2 separate regions of the Sorghum bicolor genome follow, and region 1 is linked to region 2. Evidence: chromatin contacts called from public HiCAR-type data. All regions are on one chromosome and are shown on one strand. Each heading gives the region's core, a stretch centred on a gene start, on an enhancer-like site or on the middle of the called end of the contact. The rest is flanking DNA. Distances are from core to core; before and after follow the strand shown. Region 1 holds the start of LOC8071526 (receptor protein-tyrosine kinase CEPR1). Region 2 holds the start of LOC8065238 (malate dehydrogenase, glyoxysomal).

Region 1 (7,157 bases), core at 236-2,735, 35 kb before region 2:
ATCTGATCAGCGGCGTGCACTCGGCGTACGCCGGCGGGATAGGCCCCGTGAGCAGGTTGCTCAGCACCAGGATGTACTGGAGCTTCCCGTTGACGCAGGCGTACGGCGGCAGCGGGCCCGTCAGCTGGTTCTCCGACACCTCGATGACGTTGAGGTCCGAGTACCGGCCGAGGTCGGCGGGGATCTCGCCGGTGAGCTGGTTGCGGTAAACGGAGAGGATGCGCAGCTGCGTGGAGTTGCCGAGCACGGCAGGGATGGTGCCCGTGAGACGGTTGGTGTAGATCTGGAGCACGCGCAGGTTGCGCAGCGCGCACAGCGACTCCGGGATGGCCCCCGTGAGGCGGTTCTCGGAGAGGTCGATGTCGGTGAGCTCCGTGAGGTTGCCGAGCTCGGCGGGGACGCCGCCCTCCAGCTCGTTGTAGTAGAGCTCGAGGAACTGCAGCCTCGGGAGGCGCGCCAGCGACACGGGGATGGTGCCGGTGAGGTAGTTGCCGCTGAGCTCGAGGTCGGTGAGCGACGTCATGTTGCCGAACCACGCGGGGATGCCGCCGCGCATGGAGGTGGTGGAGAGGATGAGCACGCGGATGCGGCGCAGCGGCACGAACAGCGACTCGGCCGGCCGCCACACGTCGAACCCGGGGTTCTGGTTGAGGTTCACCACCTCGAGGCTGGTGACGTTGGCGATGGACGTCGGGAACGCGCCGGTGAAGAGGTTGTTGGAGAGGTCGAGCACCCGCAGCGAGCGCAGCGGGGACAGGTCGGGGGGCACGGCGCCCGACACGCCGGAGAAGCTGAGGTTCAGCACCTCCAGGGAGGTGCAGTTGAGAACGCCGAGAGGGAACCCGCCGCGGACGTCGTTGTACGCCATCCGGAGCTCCCGGAGCGCGGGCAGCGCCGCGCAGACGCCCGGCGGGAGCCGGCCGACGAGGCGCCACGACGTGACGTCGATGCCCGTGACGTTGCCGGACCGGTCGCAGGTGACGCCGTGGAAGCTGCAGTAGTCCGGCGCGGCCGGCGACGACGTGAAGTCCCACCACCTGGACATGCCTGGCCCCGGGAACTGCTCCTTCATCTTGGCGAGGTAGGCAGCCTGCGTGTCCAGCTCCAATGCCGCCGCCGCCGCCGGACCGCCATCGCCGGACGCGAAGAAGAAGATGACGATGAAGAGAACGAACCAGAGCGTGGGTGGAGGTGAACAGAGAGTGGTGGACACCATAGCAGCACCAGCTGACCAGCAGGTAGCTAGGAGATAGAAGAGGAAGAAGCTGGATCGTACGTGTGCCTGCAAGCTTGTGCCGCTGTTGTTGAAAGGAGCTCTGCTTTGTTACAAATGGGATTGGAATGGTGAGGAGGAGCTATCAGGAAGGAGAGGAGAGTATATAAGTGGAGTGGGAATCTGTGGAGGGAATTGGAATTGCTCTGAATGGTGATGGTGATGATATAAAGGAGATGGAGGAGGGAGAGATGCATGGCTTTTGATGTTGGGGATATATGCCCTGCCCTGCCCTGCCAGGCCCCAGCTGCTCTGCTCATTGCCAATCACAACAAAACTGATTGGCACCTCACTCAGTGCAGTGAGCAACATTCTCCAGCCTCTTCTTGTGCAGTGCTCTCCCTTCACCCCCTCTCTGTCTCTTCTCTTGTGCAGGAATTCTCCTTGAGCAGAGCTGCTGGTCAAAAATTGACATGCAATCAGACAACTGGTCAGGTCTGGCCCAGTCAAGCCCAGCATGTCCACTAGCCGTTTCAGAATCAAGGGCTGAGAGAGACAGGGGCCTCATATGGGCCTGGCCACTCTTCAGCCCACATCTGACACTGGCCCGCCTGCCCGGCTCGACCCGGTCCAGCCCGGCCGAGCACTAACTGAACCCAAATGTGTTTTACACACACTTCCAGGCAAGTGATCAGTAAACCATGCTTTTTTAGATATGATCAGTAAACCATATTAGCTCACCAATTGCTGTCAATAGATTGACATGTACCGGCCGGCAAGCCATGTCAGTTTCATCAGTTTCCTGTTCAGAGTTGACATAAATCAGTGTTTCTGTTCAGAGTTGACATGAAGCAATTGTCAATGATACATTACCGACACCATCATGCTAGTATATTATCTGTGCATCCACCATATTAACTCTCTGCTGAAATCTGAAATGGAGAGCACTGTGTTGTGGTGGAGAGGCATCACCCACAGTCACTCAATCAGTCACAGACTCACACAGCCCCCTGCTGTTAACTGAAAACACTACTGAAGGCATAAAGGACAGTGCAGAACTGCAGATCAACTTGCAGCAACCAGCAAGCAAAAACAGTGCAGCTGCTAATCCTGCAATCTCCATGGGGAACAAGGACAAACCCTGCCTCTAGTGGGTGCCAATCCCAATCATTGCTCACACTTTAGGAGGATCAGCAGCATGCTGACAAATGTAAAGCCTCTTCCATCTCCTAAAAATCAATTCTTTATAGCCCTAACAAGCAGTGAGTTGTAGAGGAGTGTAGTGTATTAGGCTGTACCAGAAAGTAGCAGCAATTTTTTAAAAGAAAAAAAAAATAGCAAGTGAGCGCTACTGCATGCTCAGCTGCTGATGCTTGTTCAGTAGTGGCCTGAATGATGCCATGCTTTATTTGCCAGTAGTTTGTTTGCAATGTGTGCATACGCCAATCTGCATCTTTTTCCTGTACAGCCAGCAGTGCTTAGCAGTTTAGTAACCGAATTAGTACTTTACTTTGTTGTGTTATATTATACTGTATTCGATTAATGGAGTAAAAAGCCTAGCGGCACGCCTGCTGATAATTGTTATGCAAGCTTTGAGCTTGGATTTGGCTGAAGACTCCATCAGTCAACATTACTCAGTCTCAACCTGGAATAATTAAGAACTTTCAAATGGAATTTAGGCACTTCACCATTAGTGCTACTAGCTAGAGCAACTCTAGGGCATTTGGCACAAATTCTTTACTGCTATTTAACACGTCAAGAGAACAATTCCTTCAAAAAAAATGGCACTAGAATGGAATGCACACGTGTGCTCCAATATTTTCCTCTTTATAATTTCCACAAGCGCAGTTCGGATAGCACCGAATAAAACTTCTGAAAAAAAATTGTCCTAGAAAGAACAGCATGAATATAGGAAAAGTCAAATTTATTAATTTCTTTTTTCTGAATTTCTCAAAAAAAAGGAATGATTTTTTTAAGAACAATATAATTTTTGTGGAGGTGGTGGTGGGTCCACGTGGAGGAATCCATGGTGGATAAGGAGTTGTGGCGGGAAGGTGGTGATACATAGATGCTCACTCAAAAGGTGCCATGCACTTGCCATTACATAAAAATAAAATGTAACTCACCGTGGTGGACATGAAAAAGGAGACAATGACGAGTCGATTTTTTTTTTAAAAAAAAATCCCCTTGTTCATCATCATGTGTTTCTCGCGTCTCCTGATTGGTCAGAAGCATTATTAGGTTTAGAACCACATCAGGCCAATCGTTGTAAAAAAATAGTGCATAATAACGTGCGGTTCGCCACATATATATGGAAAAGAGCAGGGCTGATTATCCTCACTCAGTTATTAACCCCATATTCAGTGGCTTGACTTGATAAAAATCCTCAGTGACTTCATAAAAGAATATCATGGGTTAAACCATGCATCATTATCCATGGAGCCTAAATTAATAGCTGCATATGCTATATTCCTATTGCTATAGTTGATAGTTTACTTTTTCCTTCAGATTATGAATCTGAAGTATATGGTGTAAAGAGTTTGGTCTTGTAGCAATCTGAATTATGGTAGTTTATACTCCTTCAGGATCAAAATAGCCTCTTTTACGATATTCAAAATGTTGTTTCCTCAAAAAACAATATTCAAAATGCTACTGCCGCAATCTAAAATAGGATGTGATTCTAAGTCAAATTATTTTAATTTTAACTAAATACATAGATAATACTATCACCATTTATGATTTTAAATAGGTATACTATATGAGAATATATTTCATGACAAATTTTTATGATGGTTACTTTATATCATGATATTCATGAATATTAGTACTTATTTAATAGAAAATTTGGTCAAATTGAATATGATTTGATTTTATCCTATAGCTAGAATTGTATTCTGAGACTTGTTGCTTAATGGCTTCTAGGCAATTTACACTACTTTTTTCAGTCTTAATCCTCCTTAATTGCTCCACTAACTAATTTACTACTAACTTCGTTGCCCATGCATGGTTACTATAGTGAATAATAAATGAGGGTAAGATGATCATTTTATCTATCTCATTAAGGTCATGTCTGATCACAGTTAGACCTAATCAGCTAAAATGATCACGCACCTAGAAACCTACCAATTGTAGATTATGGACGCCAAAACGACCAACTTGCCCCTCCACCTTTGGCACCACAAGGGGAAAAAAAACTATAGCATGCAACGGCACTGTTTTGGACCTCAAACATTGTACATTATCATAGTATATAATCTAGATTGTTATAATGTAGTTGGGATTTTCCAAACAGGTATTAGTGATAAGTCATGATATGGTGTGTGCGCGCACGTGTGTGAAGATGTCAGGACATTATGCAATGGAAGAGTTAGGTATGGTACGGCATGCATGGTAACTCCACTTTTACCTTCACCGTGAAAAACAGGAATATCGGTTAAAAGATATGAATAATCTTTTAGTAAAAGAAGAAATGATTACGGCCATTAACAATCCTAAGGTGAAAACACTGTCATATGGCATTAGCTCTGTAGTGGGCGGGGAATGAATACTCCTTTTGATCAAGGACGCATGCTGGCCACGAAGCTACATCAATATTTCAATCACCAGTCAGTCAAATATTGCGTTGCTGATATAACAAATACCTGCTTATGTATATATTGAATCTCTTCTTTATTTAGGATAAAAGATTATATATACTGGAGTAGCGCCTAGCTTGCGGGTGGTGCAGCACTAAGCGAGGCATCTACCACCGCGGGTTTAGGATAAAAGAACATGCAATGTGACGCTGAATCGCAGGATCCGTGAAAATATTGGATGGACATCTATGTGAATTTCATTATCTTGAATGCACTAAAGAGCTGTGTGTCATTGTATTAAAGATCTGAATGGATGATTTATGTTGAGTGTGGTTGCGCGACCAACCTTTTAACGCTTAAAGTAATAAAAAAATCGAACTATTAATCACTTGTCTACTTCAATATTCCCCTTTACTTGAAGGCTAGCTCCTCATCTGGATCAAACATGAAAATTATAGTGTGTAATGATTATGAACTCAAAATAAGTGGCAATAATTAATATCTACTATATTAAGGTACTCCCTCCGTCCCAAGAAAAACTCTGTTTTAGATTTTTTTTTTTAGAAAAAAAAAAACAAGTTGAACTATATATTAAGTTGCTCTTATGTGTATAGGTTTCCTTTGCTACCAATATGGTAATCCACCAGATTAAGGATGGCGAGCTAACATGGTTAGCTTCAAAGGATGCATTCTAGTAGAGTAGGAGTAGAAGAAGTTTCTCAAACGCCAAGTTGGACCGACAAATTCTGTATTAGAATCTTTCTTGGGCTACAGTCCATTTATTCACTTAAGCTTATCAACCAAAATTAGCACTACTTTTTAGTTACGAAACAATATTTTTTTGTAACAATAAATCAACATCAGCAATCATCAACAGCGGAACAACCTATCAGGAACCATGATGTTTGGTGTGCCAAAGAAAAAAAGGAACAAAAATCAATCTCATCTGAGAATATAATAAAGATTTAGATTTTGTCATGGCCGAGACAAAGCCCACATTTGTATACAATGTGCTACGGCCCTACCAAATGAGGCAAGCATAGCTAGCCCGTTGGGCTAACTTGCTATTTCACCTAGGCAAGGATCAAATCAAAATAGAAGGCAGCCCATAAAAACCTACTTGGCGAACATGTTGGTTCGACCCAAATATGGATGTTGGACGTACAGGCCCACTTAACTAAACATTCTAATGTAGGGCCATGGGCATCTCATATGTGTAGCAGGCTACCATAACTGCTTTAAGCTTTTAACCACGACAGGAGTAGAGATGTCAACGGGGCCCCGTTCCCCGATTCCCCGCGAGGGAATTCACCCATTAGGAGACGGGGATGATAAAGATTTTACCCCCACGGAGAATTAAACAGGACAAAAGTTGTCCCCGTCGGGGTTCACGGGGACGGGGATGGTATGCATGCCCCCGTCCCCCGCTCTCCGCGGGGACCCGACTCTGAAGGCCCATATACTTGCAAGGTCCAATAATTATGATATATAAGCAAAGTTAAAACTCTAATCCTTCACTTTCTCAGTCTCAAATGTGAATCTTTATAGAAGGAATTTGTTTATATACCATTAATATGAATTCGTGAATATGTGAATAGTTGACATCATATAAACTAATATGAACTAACGCGGATACGGGGAACTCCACGGGGATTATTCCCCGCACGGGGATGGGGAGAAGATCTCCTTCGTGACATTTCGCGGGGATGGGAATGGCGGAAGTTTCTTCCCCATGGAAACAAGGATGGGGAAGCACTCCCCGACGGGGAATTCCCTGTTGACATCTCTGGACACGAGATCAGTGTTCACTACCGTCCGGATGATACTTCACTAGCGCTTCTGCGTAGTCCATCAAGATTCAAATATCTAGATATTTTTTTTAAAATTTTGGTTTTTTTTAAAAAAATGGTTTTTTTGAAAAAATATATTTCTAATCCGATTTACCTCTTGAACTTATAACTTAATCCTCTAACATGGCGCCATGTCAGCAAAATCATCATGAAAATCATTCAGAGGACAAAAATTGTGTAGTTTTTAAAAGTTGTGAATGAGAAGGGTTAAAGAACTGATGTTGTAGATTATGTAGAAAAATCGGACTACCGCGTTTTTTTTTATCACAGACATTTTTCAATTATCAATTACCCATGTTTGTGAAAGGATGTTTGGCGCGCTAATATATCGTGATAAGATTTCGTTATGGTCCAGGTAGAGCCCACACTTTTATGCATGCGTTACGCCCGTACAAAAATGAGCTAAAGCATGGCTAGCCCGGTCTAACTTACTGTTCCACCCTATTAAGGTCCAAATGAGTTAGAACGGAGCCTAGAAAAGCCTACTTAGCATGCTGAGCTGCAATTGCAAAGGAGTGC
Region 2 (7,275 bases), core at 680-3,179:
GTTATCTGGGCCAACTATTGGAGGCCCGTTTACCTTTCATGGAGGCTCATCTCTATTTGATCCAACGCATCCATTCGTCTTCCTTTCAATCTTTACAATGTCTCGTCAAAAAAAAAAAAAAAATCTTGACAATGAGTTATTGCAACTGTGGTTAGGCATACACAGAACCTTTTGTTGATCTCTGTTCTAATCTCTGATCTTAGCCAGTTAATGGTCCTCTACAACTCGAGTTTTATTTGTGATGTCTGTTGTTCTAAAAAACATATGCAAGTGAACTGATCGTAGATCAGCTGGTTGAGTTCCTTGCGATGGAACTTGTCCGTCCAGGTTCTAAGTCCTCGATTTGTCATGAGTGTTCGTATTTTCCTAGATTTATTCCAGGATTTAGTGACGCTGTACTTGGTAGGCGATATATCTGTCAATTAATAGCGAGGCGTCAGTGGTGATTTTCTCGTGATCTGTTGGCTCAGTCCTTCGGAGATGCTCATAGAGATAGAGTTTACATATGTGTGGTTATAGGGGTGAATGTGCGTGCGTTGTGAGTATCTGCGTTGTATGGTGTAATTCTAAAAATACATATGCAAGTGTTGAGTCCATTTCTCTTCGACTAACACAATTTCATCAAACCTAGCAGGGCCCATACCACCATCTGAAGTACGACTGAAAGGAACAGAATGACACTGTGATAAATGAATCATATATATGTATTTTTTACATGACTCCCGTCAACAATGGTGTGATTAGCTTACACACAATGCGTCTATCACTATTTATAAAGCCTAGAGTGCCGCAAGATGTATGTACCACTCAAAGTGTTTTTTTGAGCTAGAAAGAAATTTGTGCTATATCCTTTTTCCCTTCACAAGATCTATTGGGCCACATGACAAGATCTATTGGTCCACAAGATGACATTAAACTGTATCTGGAGCATTGGAGGAGACCAAATTACCACCATAAGTTCATAACTAATTGAAAGGTCAAATCAGTCAAAGTTTTTTAAGAAATTTTTAGAATGAATTCCCACGCCAATTCAATTTAATTAGATTGTAAATTTCTAGAGAGCTTGGCACTTGTAGAGTGACACACTACATGAAACAAACATTGCTGTCATTGTTAGTTGCCTGAATTTTTCTGATATGCTTGTGGGAATCCATTGAATGAAGAGCAAGTTGAGAATCTTGTGTGATTACATTAGAGAGTTGAGTGAAGTCTTGAGCATTTTGACAAAGTCAAGTCCATGGTGAATCATTTGTTAAGTATTTCTAGTGCCGAGTCCACGGTTAAATATTTGTTACTTTTGTCAACGTCAAATCAAGTTATCCTAAATAAAATTATTTATTATGGGACAATTCTATTTTTTTGGAATGACTATATTCCTTACCTTACATTTAGTTTATTTTTTGATGACCAAACATTGATGGATTATGAGACTATTTGATTGGTGCGAAAGTTTGTCCTGCCTAACCTTCGACAAATTGTGCTATCACAGAAAGTGAGGCAAGTAAAATCGAATCCACACTTGTGAGAAAGTTTGATAAAAAATGAGTCTATGCCATGTGGAACATAGTTATAAGAAAGTGTGACGTGTCATTGCTATGAACCAAACAATTGCCTTCAAAACTACGGCATAATAACTAACCTTTGGCGTGACAAAATTTGGTCATAAACCAAACAATCTTTAAGCCTAACATACTCTTTCTTAAAACAAGAAGAGAGAAAAAAAGAGAGGTGTGATGATTTCATCACCAATTCACTCAAATCTTGTTTGGTTATTTTTGTATCAACCTCATCATCCACACGCAGACGCAGCTAAACAAAACGTTATTGGTACTTTCTTCGGGCCGCTCATAACAAAGCATGGAAAGACCCGGCGTGTGTGGTGTGCTGTGCACTCCAGGGAAGACTAGACGAGACTACCATCTTCTATCGTCATCGTCGTGATCCATGGCACCACCGCTTTGCCTTCGCACACCGTGCCCGGCCGCATTCCTGCCCATGCCCCATCAGGCCATCACAACGGTCGATCCCTTCCCATTGAAACGTGCACGCATCGTCCGTTCCGCAGGGAGTAACAACCAACGACACCTGCGACCTACCTCTCTTTCCCTGCTCTGCTTCCTCCAACTCCAAGTCCAAGAAGCCTCCATCCAACTCTCTGTCTCTGCAACGCCACAGCCGGAGGCAACCATGGATCAGCAGCACCAGCAAGGGCTCGACGCGGCGGCGGCTAGGCGGATGGCCACGCTCGCCTCACACCTGCGCCCGCACCCTGCCTCTCCCCCTCAGGTCAGCCACCGCGCTCCCCCCTGCCTCTCCCCCACTTTCCGGCTCGTCTGGTTTTTCCTCCGGATCAGGGGGACGCCGGCGGTTCGCTTGGATTCGCTTCACCGCCGGACGCCCTCCCGTCTATCGACTCGAACATCTTAGTTGTCCAGCTGCCGCAGAGAATTCGAGCCCCAATGGTCAGGGGGCTCCTTCCCCGCAGCGCCGGCTCCCCCCCACCCCAAGCTGGGACCTTGGCATGAAAGGTGGCTCCTTTGGTCCGGATGGGATGGGAGCCGTATTAGCATTTTGAATTCCAGTGTATGCCACCACTGCCTTGGATCGTCGGTCGGCTTGTGGTTGCCTACCAGTACCAACGGCTGCTCTGTTTTTGTTTATGCCAAAGCTGAATTGCTTTGGATAGAACTATATTAATTCGAATTCAATTCTTGTTCCTGGATGTAACTACTGCTGAATGTTGACTCAACAGCATACTGCAGTGTACTGAATTGCAGCTGGATAGTAGTTTGGGCACCTAAAAGGGCGCAATTCTGACAAATACTGGAATTCGTTTGAGTGTCTTAGCAATTACCTAACAATTATAGGTTTTATTATTACTTTCTGTTTTTTCTGATAGCTGAATGGCGATGGCTACCTTGTAAACCACATGTCGCATGGTTTTAACAGAATACCACCTGAATCTGGTGATGAAACACAAGCTTCCTCCTCATGGAATAAAATAGTCACACTGATGATCAGATCTGACATATGCTAGCTAAAAGTTTTCTACCTTCTTCAGAATAAAATACTTTTCATATCTGCTAAGATTTCTCCTGTTGCTTTGTTTTGAAGGTGGAGGATGTTCCCCTCCTGAGGGGTTCCAATTGCCGCGCAAAAGGGGCGGCGCCGGGCTTCAAAGTCGCGATCTTGGGCGCAGCAGGTGGGATCGGGCAGCCACTCGCGCTATTGATGAAGATAAACCCTCTTGTTTCGGTGCTCCATCTATATGATGTCGTCAACACACCTGGTGTCACAGCTGACATCAGCCACATGAGCACTGGTGCTGTGGTACGCTCAACTTTATGTGAAACTGAAATCACTATAAGATATTTTTGAATTTTGATTCTGAAAACTTAAACGGTAGATTACTGTTGCAGCTAGTTGATGGTAGATCTCTACTGCAGTTGGTTCCCATCTGGACTCTTAGGTCATATGTACAGGACATAAAGTGCTGCAGCCTGCATCTGCAAACGTGTATTAGCTACTGCCTACTGTACTTCCGAGTTCAGACTCGTCCTGACGTACTAAATTTTGTCACTGGAAGGCTTGGGAAACAAATACGAGATCCTCTGTAAAATATATTACCAGGATTTTTTTAGATAACCATTGAAGAATTCTTTTTTAGGGCCTGTTTGGCAGGGCTCCTCTAGAAGAGCCAGAGGCGTTTTGGAATTTGTGGCTTCGCCAAAACGGCTCCGGCTCTTCTTTTTACTTAAAAACGGCTTCTCCAGAAAAACGTTTGGCAAGGCTCCTCTAGAGGAGCCAGAGCCGGAGCCGGTGAGAAGGCCTGCCAAACAGGCCCTTAATGCCTGACCACTCACTGATAATTGTGGACAAAACGCAAAACAGAAACAACTTTGACCTACATCGTTACTTTCAGTTTTCCGATATAAGTTTAATTTTTGTTGGCTTCTGGTTACGTTACGTAGCTCCCTGGATGTATTCTGTGTCATACAAACATAAATATATTTATCTTGGTCACCATTATGTCTATTTTTAAGCTTTTGGTGTAATTATGCTAACCTCTAAACTCTATAGGTACGTGGCTTCTTGGGCCAGCCACAGTTGGAAAATGCCCTGACCGGAATGGATCTTGTAATAATTCCGGCTGGTGTCCCTCGGAAACCTGGGATGACAAGGGATGATTTGTTCAACATAAATGCTGGAATAGTCCGTACCCTGTGTGAAGGAATTGCAAAATGCTGCCCAAATGCAATTGTGAATGTGATCAGTAATCCTGTCAACTCTACTGTTCCGATTGCTGCTGAAGTTTTCAAGAAAGCTGGAACTTATGACCCTAAGCGTCTTTTGGGTGTGACCACACTTGATGTAGTGAGAGCAAATACTTTTGTGGTATGTATATCAATACGGTTTGCCATGATACGCTGTACAATATTGTATTTCTTCATGGGTTCAAAATTCATCCATTTCTGTTTACAGGGAGAGGTTCTTGGACTTGACCCCAGAGAAGTAAATGTTCCAGTTATCGGTGGGCATGCAGGAATTACGATACTGCCACTCCTTTCACAGGTCAGGAGTACTTTGAAACTTTATTCACTACAAAATTCTGAACCATGTACACTCTGCATGATGGGAATATTAGAAAATCAGTCACATTTCATTTATTTTGATGCTCTGCTTTTTTTAATAGGTGAATCCTTCCTGCTCATTCACGTCAGAAGAGGTTAAATACCTCACTTCTCGCATACAGAATGGTGGCACAGAAGTAGTCGAGGTATACTTTTTCCTTAGTCTACTGATACTCCTATGCTGCATCTCTATGCACAATGAGGGAAGAAAAGCCAGTTCCACAAATCCCTTTTTCAGTTTCTCTGCTATGCATTTTGCTTCAGTTTTGCGTCCAGTTAACTGCATGCATGCTGATTTCATTTGTTTGGCTGAATTGAGCAGAGAAAGAATCCATGTGCTTAATTTTGAGAATAAAAGTTAGATCACTAGTAAACTATATGTGCAAGTCTATTACTATGTGCCTGTTTATGTGTAACAAAACCTTCCTATCATTTTAATGGCAATGTAAGATACTGGAGTTTTGGTATTTGTTATTTACATATGTTTTGTTAAGTGAAGGTCTTGTGTTTGTTATTTTTTTTCCAAACAATGGATTGCTCTGCTACATTAAAAAAATCTTTTTTTTTCTTATTATTGGTATATTTCAGGCTAAAGCTGGAGCAGGATCAGCAACTCTTTCAATGGTTGGTATCTTGTATGCACATCAATGTCCATAATGTGTAAGCTTCAAAGTTGATTCAGTTAACACTAATACTACCTTCGCAGGCCTATGCAGCTGCCAAATTTGCAGATGCTTGCCTGAGAGGATTGCGTGGTGATGCTGGGATAGTAGAGTGCTCTTATGTAGCTTCTCAGGTTTCTTTTCTTTCTTGTATACAGTTTAAAACCATCATTCAGGTTTTTCTTTGATCTACCTTTTTGTTGATCCAAATTATTGATTTGTGAGTTCTATTTCCCTTGTTTTGTGGTTGAAGGTCACAGAGCTGCCTTTCTTTGCATCCAAAGTGCGGTTAGGGCGATGTGGCATTGAGGAGATCCTACCACTTGGGCCATTAAATGAGTTTGAGAGGTCTGTATTCTGTACTCAAACTTACAACTACTCAGGTTCTTGTTATTAATTGAAGTTGCATGTTCTGTATGATTCAACGCATGCTTTCCACTGAAGTATAGATATATCTCAGCAAATTTAGCTTGTTCTGCTTTTTGTCTAGAACAACAGGTTCATCTTGCTCACTCATGTCACCCCACATGATTTGAATCTGCCAGATTGTAGTAGATACTGATGATAAGTCATTTGTATGTCTTCTTTTCTCCTGCGCCATGGGCCTATTGGTCAGAAGTGTTCCACAGACCAGAATACAGTTCAGAGGAGAAAGCATGAATGTGTCTGCATGCAGATGCAGCCATGCGTGTTCCTGCATAAACAACCCTGAAGGAACATAAACTAGTGAACTGAAACCGTATGACTTTTCAGTGGCATAGAAATACCACGGTCACATTATTCTTCAGACTGTTAGTACTGATGTAGGCCGGCGATGAATCATCAAACATGCAGGATGCTAGGAGTGTGCATCGTTGAATGCCATTATTTCATATCGTTGAATGGCAGTGAGGAGATCCTACCACTTGGCCCATTAAATGAGTTTTAGAGGTCTGTATTCCGTACCTGAAAACTTACAACTACCCAGGTTCTTGTTATGAGTTGAAGTTGCATGCTCTGCATGATTCAACACCTGTGTCACACATGCTTTCCACTGAATATCTCAGCAATTTTTGTCTGTTTGTCTCGAACAGGTCCATCTTGCCCACTCATGTCACCCCTCTTGATTTGGATCTTCCAGATTGTAGTAGATACTGATAAGTTCTTATGTCTTCTTTTATCTTGCGCATGGACCTATTGGTCACAAGTGTTTCATAGACTAGACTACAGTTCACAGGAGAAAGCATGAATGCGTCATGTATGCAACCATGCCTGTTCCTGCATAAACAACCCTGCAGGAACGTAACTAGTGGACTAAAATCCTATGACTTTTCAGTGGCATAGAAATACCATGATCACATTATTCTTCACAGCATGTTAGTACTGATGTAGGCTGAGGATGAATCATCAAGCACGCAAGATGATAGGAGTGTGTTTCGTTGAATGCCATTATTTCCTATCATTTATCTATTATGCCGTATCAATTGTTATTGATATCCTAGAGCTCTACTGACCTGCATCACTTCGTTTTCTTTACACATTCACACATCACTGTCATGCAGAGCTGGTCTGGAGAAGGCAAAGAAAGAACTGGCCGAGAGTATCCAGAAGGGTGTCTCTTTCATCAACAAGTGAGGCGGGCCAGCCCAACATAGAAATAGATGTGGCGTGTTTTGGCTTCCTGAGAACTCTTATCTCTTGTTATCTCATTGTAAAACTGTGTACATGGCACGAATAATCTACATAGGCGGCTGTACACTAAAAAAATATAAATATGTGGCCGCTAAAAAAGGAAATAGAAAAATCTGGTAATAAAAGTTGCTTCTGAACAAATGGGGTTCTGAAGTCTGAATTGCCCCAGTGTACGGGATCAGATGTACTGTATGGTATTAGATAATACATTTGCAGTCTCGATGCAGAGCAAGGTTGCATTGCAGCTGAGATGCCAATGGAACTGTGTAGAAATCACCACTGAGATTGTGTCCTTCATTATGTTGTTTAGT

What was found. HiCAR-type assays count read pairs that join an accessible place to other places.
Region 1: a contact with region 2 is called in a HiCAR-type map of leaf, with 3 times the contacts expected there. The contact joins the promoter of LOC8071526 here to the promoter of LOC8065238 in region 2. A contact is called at or near these places in 1 of 4 Hi-C or Micro-C datasets (leaf) and 1 of 1 datasets of contacts at active chromatin or transcription factors (leaf).

What each region holds. Positions count from the first base shown.
Region 1 is chr8:62,115,381-62,122,537 of Sorghum_bicolor_NCBIv3, reverse strand. It overlaps LOC8071526 (receptor protein-tyrosine kinase CEPR1), which reads right to left and starts at 1,485. Exons shown (of 2, transcript XM_002442557.2): 1 at 1-1,485. The coding sequence starts at 1,216.
Region 2 is chr8:62,080,719-62,087,993 of Sorghum_bicolor_NCBIv3, reverse strand. LOC8065238 (malate dehydrogenase, glyoxysomal) reads left to right here and starts at 1,929. Exons shown (of 9, transcript XM_002443600.2): 1 at 1,929-2,286; 2 at 3,115-3,330; 3 at 4,081-4,395; 4 at 4,483-4,572; 5 at 4,694-4,777; 6 at 5,220-5,255; 7 at 5,338-5,427; 8 at 5,547-5,641; 9 at 6,835-7,275. The coding sequence starts at 1,945. The coding sequence ends at 6,907.